Regions from separate parts of the Gossypium hirsutum genome. Here region 2 is linked to region 1. The links are chromatin contacts, called in public Hi-C maps. All regions are on one chromosome and are shown on one strand. The core of a region is the stretch at or near the end of the contact, and the rest is flanking DNA. Distances in the headings are between cores, read along the strand shown.

The links. Hi-C and Micro-C count contacts between places; a contact is called where the count stands out from the background.
Region 2: a Hi-C map of leaf shows a contact between it and region 1, with 4 times the contacts expected there. The contact joins two enhancer-like sites. A contact is called at or near these places in 9 of 34 Hi-C or Micro-C datasets (fibers, hypocotyl, leaf and 1 more).

What each region holds. Positions count from the first base shown.
Region 1 is chrA10:10,246,828-10,249,346 of Gossypium_hirsutum_v2.1, forward strand. No RefSeq gene overlaps it. Among protein-coding and RNA genes, the nearest start is that of LOC121208934, 12 kb to the right of the region's middle. Within about 2 kb of position 1,259, at least 3 of the 9 cell types and tissues checked have an H3K27ac peak or open chromatin away from gene starts, as enhancers often do. A contact at or near this core is called in leaf, where this site is marked.
Region 2 is chrA10:10,395,713-10,398,231 of Gossypium_hirsutum_v2.1, forward strand. No RefSeq gene overlaps it. Among protein-coding and RNA genes, the nearest start is that of LOC121208746, 4.8 kb to the left of the region's middle. Within about 2 kb of position 1,264, at least 1 of the 9 cell types and tissues checked has an H3K27ac peak or open chromatin away from gene starts, as enhancers often do. A contact at or near this core is called in leaf, where this site is marked.

The DNA of each region.
Region 1 (2,519 bases), core at 9-2,508:
CTTCTCAATAGCAACTCATAACTCCAATTTTGTAATGAAGTCCATTGAATCATCAAACCTCTTAGCATAGATTGCTTGTGCTTTTGTGCTTTCGACATCCATGGAATAACTATTCTTAGCTTGTACGGTATTTGTTAGATTTGAAAATAGTTATTTTCTTTCAATTATGCAAAATACCATGAAACCCTATTTTTAAAATACAATACCTTTTATCTCAGGAATAGCAAGTGTATATTGCACTTTAAAATTGTTTTATATAAAAATGAATCATAGAATGCTTTAAAAGAAAATTTTCACTTGTTTAGAATAAAAATTGAATAATCCAACTCTAATTAAAGCATTTATGTATCACTACTAGTTACTTAAATTCCTCTACAAATGAACACGACTTTAAAATTTTAAAGCAACCAAAACAACACATCGAATGGAAATCACTTTTCCAACCGGAACAACACACCTTTGTATTTGAGATGGAAAAGTTTAAACCCACTGGATCTCACCACTCATACCTTGAATTTTCTTTTAATTATCAATTTTTTTTCTTTATATAATTTGTTCTAAATGTGTATTTATAATATATAATTACGGTTTCTTTATAAATATATAAAAACAAAATTTTATACCATTTTATTTGAAAATATTATATACAACAGTCATTCTAAAAATATCCACATAATCATGACCAAATAATAAATAAATATGTAGAATATGATTATTGAGGACATAAAGAGGGGCCACTTAAGTAGATTGATCCATGCAAAGTGATATCTTTTTCTTTTCTTTTTGAGGGACGTTTGTCCAATAAAACTAGTGGCCTGGACCAATTTGGCGGTTGTCAACCCACTTGTTTGCCACTTTCACTGCAAATTATTGCAATTTTGTTCTTAGCTAAAAATCTTCAACCACAAAGCGTGGTCTCTTATTTCCTCATCATCCCAGTTTGGGTGTCTTAGATATCTAAAACAGTGTAAAAAAAGATTCCTTTATATACAATTATGGTATGGTATGTATAAAACAAAAAGTGAGTGTTAAAATCACGAAATTAAATGCAACAGTTCCAAAGAGAGACGAGTGATGTTTTGAGAGGGACCCATAATATTTTTTTTTTTGGGGGGGGGGGGTGCAGCCAGTCACCGACCTATACAGGACTCTGTGACTGTCAAGGCTTGCATTTGAGCCGTCCAACCAATGTTGTAAGCCCTTAAAACCGACGTCCAGACACAACGCAACTTTAAGTATTTAATTCCTTGTCTTTATTACCCACAAAACTACAAAAACCTACTTTTTTTATATTCCTCCTGTGCATATTCAAATTAATAAGAGCCTATCTATGTGTCTGTTTCACATATAATCCCTAAACATGTGGCTCTTGTCTAATTCTGCCAACACTAAACAATGACGTTTTCTTTTTCTATCTTTTTTGGTACAATCTTCTTCTCATTATTTCTAACCTCAAGGAATATCTATATATGACTTTTAGCTTTATTTGTTCCTTGTCTTTTCCTAATTTGTGAGGTTGGAGAAAAAAAACTATCATCATTTAAAAATTTGTTTGTTTTAAAGTAATATATTTTATAATTTAAATTTAATATTTATTTTTAACACTTAGTGGTTTTTTTTAATTATTCGGAAGAGGAAACGAATATGATTTTGTAGGTTTTTTCATATCTTTTTTTTCAAAAATGTTTGTGATGGGAATTATTTAGTAAATCTTGCTTCTTTGATTAATTATCCAAAACTCTTTAGAATGAATTTGATTTCCCGAAATTATGTTTTGATCTATGCCCAATTTGTTAGCCCTTGTTGTATTGCTCTGGTTGACCTTTTTGAGTAATAAAGATTTATTACTTTTCATAAAAAAAATGGTAAGCCCTTGTACCAACGTCCAGACACAACTAAACTTGACATCTTTAGGTCCTTATCTTTATTGCCCACAAAACTACAAAATCCTACTTTTCTTTATATTCTTCCAATGCATGCATATATAATTGAAATGAACATGAATCTATCCCATTCCTAGTCTATGTGTCAGTTTCATGTGGCACTTGTATAAACAAGAATAGCGTAATTTTTAAAATTAGATCAGGTTATTCAATTCAACCATTTAAACAAAAACTTATTAGGTTTAATTGTTCAATGAGTAGTATAAATCCAACTATCAATCGAAATTGATATATCTCTCGAGAATTTAAAAGTTGATTATATTGTAAAACTGACCTTTGATAGAAGTGAAGATCTTCACTTAGGGATTCCTTTAAATTTGATTATACTTTTGTAATAACTTTGTTTGTTCTCATCAAAAAATTTGAGTGAAAAAATTAATTAAACTAGATTTAGATAAAATTTTGAGGTTTGATTATACTTTTATATATTCTATCTAATGTCTTATTTGAAAACCAAAATTTAGGAGAAAAAGGGTTTGGATTTACATTTTTAAATCCAAACATTTTGTTTGAACAAAATCCATTTAACATAAAAGATTTAGAATGATAAAAAGATAAAATCTAAAATAAATATAT
Region 2 (2,519 bases), core at 14-2,513, 150 kb after region 1:
TTTCTCTCCTACCTTAATCAGTGGTTGAGGGTTCAATCCTCATCCTGGGTATGGAGCAACTTTGAAACTCGTGACCAGCATCTACCTCCTTAATGGGCCTACAAAACGCGGAGGATTAGTCATTGGGCTTGCTTCAATGGATACCTTAGGAAACCAAAAATAATAATAATAATAATTTGACTCTTTTTGAAAAATTAATAGTCAAATTCGCTTATTTTTAAAAGGTCAAAGACCAAGTTTAACTAAAATATGAAAGAATAATGGTCAATTTAACAAAAGATATAAACGTTGAAGATTAAATTTATCTTTATATCATTTAAAATTTATTCAATACGGTAAGGCTATTAAAATTTAATTATCTAATAAAATATGATTAAATATGTGTAAATAATCTAATAATTAATTTTTAATTTACAACAAAATAATTAAAAATTATGAAAAAGTGTGAAAGCTATTTTGCATACAACATATCCAATCTAAAAAAAAATCTCCCCTAAACTCTAAACTTTATGGTAATTCGAAATATAAAAACTATTGAGAGTCGAGAATTTTGAGACACCTATATACCCTTGCATACCTAGTGTATTATTCATAATGATCCCACATTATTAATCTCGATAGAATAAAGTTTTATTGCAGTTTTTAACATAAATATTTGGGCTTGTATTAAATGTGATTAGGTATTGACTAACATCCAATCAAGAGATGGAGTTAAAATTTGTACTCATGCGGACGATCATTTTTGGTAGTTTGGAGCTCATCATATTGGTGGTAGGAGTTGCATGGACTTTATGATGGTTGAAGAAAATGGATTTGCAAAATAAACAAAGGAGAGGTGAAGTTGGTGAAGTCATAATTGCCATAGAAATTTGGTAGTCCAAGTCCAGCCCCAGGATAATACTCAAAAGGACATTATGATGAACTGCAATCAAGGTAGAGGTGGTGAGACCCCTCCAACAATCAGAAGATATGTCAGTTATGGAAGGTAATGAAAATAATTTAGAAAAGATATTTTGTTTATGTGTTAGTTGAAGATATGGGCTTATAATATTGTCGAATCATAACTGCAGAAATGCAATATGAAAAGGGGTGGTGAACAATTGCAAATTGTAGTTTGTGCATGTGAAACGACAAAGCAAAACAGAAGAGAGTGGAGAGGTAATATCTTAAAATGGGCAGAGGCATCATCATCAATCAGCCATCATCGACCATAATAAAAACATGGTGAGGGTCCACTGCCACCGTTGGATTTTAATGAAGAAGTCAAAGCTTGACCGTCAGACAAGACTGGACAGCAAAGATCGGGACCCTCTCCGGTTTGACTATCAGACATGAGTTGATTGATTCATTTATTTTTATTTGGTTGTTCTTCGTCTCTCTAGGTAACACTGGAACAAACTTTAGTTTTTTGTCATTGAATGTTACCTGAGACCTTGTTGTTGTTATTACAATCTTTTTAATGCAAAAGGGGTGAAGAAGGGTGTCTCGGATAATAAGGAAGAAAGCAGGCATCTCGTGATTCATGCACACACACTCTCTCTCATAGTTGACTCCCACTACTTCCGCCCCTAATTACTCAAATCAAACAATGCTATTCTGCCCTTTTTTCTGCTCTCTTGGCTTTTGCATTTGAAAATTATAGTAAATTTTGATTTCCTATCCACCCCCTTTTTCTTATTTTTACAGCCGCCCAACTCTCTTCTAAAATGACTATGTTACGTTAGTATGGGTTGGGCATTACTAATAGTGTCATTTTTCATCTTTTATGTATACAATTATGGTAAATATATGTTCTGGAATTACATACCATATGTTTAATTAGAAATGATTTATAATTTATAGTGATTATGAATATCCAAAGTTATATAATATGTAGCTGGGTATTTTTAAAAATGGATTTATCATCCAAAACTGATAAATACCAATATTTCTATTACTCTTTAACATTATTCAACACCTTCATTTACTTCACTTGTAGTAATGCAATGGTGGGAGGATAAATAAAATTAAATATAAATTAAGAATCCCTTCAGATTTGAAGTTATAATGTTAAACTCAAATCTGGTTGGTTGTAAATTTATTTTTAAAAATTTGTTATCAATCTTCACTTTTACTTGTTTCATTTTTTTATGAAAATAAATGCTAAATATTTAATTATAATATTAACTTTTAGATTTTTTTTATTTTATATTTTAATTTATTTATTTTCCATGGCAACCTTATTATTAGCTGTTCAAAAAAAATAGTAAGTTTTAAGTTGGGTAATTAATTTCATAAATGAGGCAACACCAGGATAATTTCATCAAGTCCATGATCTAATACCCAAAATACCAACAATCATGTAAGTGTTGATTCTATGAATAAAATATTGAAGTCTTAGTTTCAATAATGAAGAATTGATTACTCAACAGCCGCAAGTGTAGTGCAAACTTTACTCTCTTTTTTTCTTTTTCTTTTTTTATTAATAATATTTGAAGTGATGGTAATTAAAATTATGAAAAGTTGTTTTGAGAGAAAAG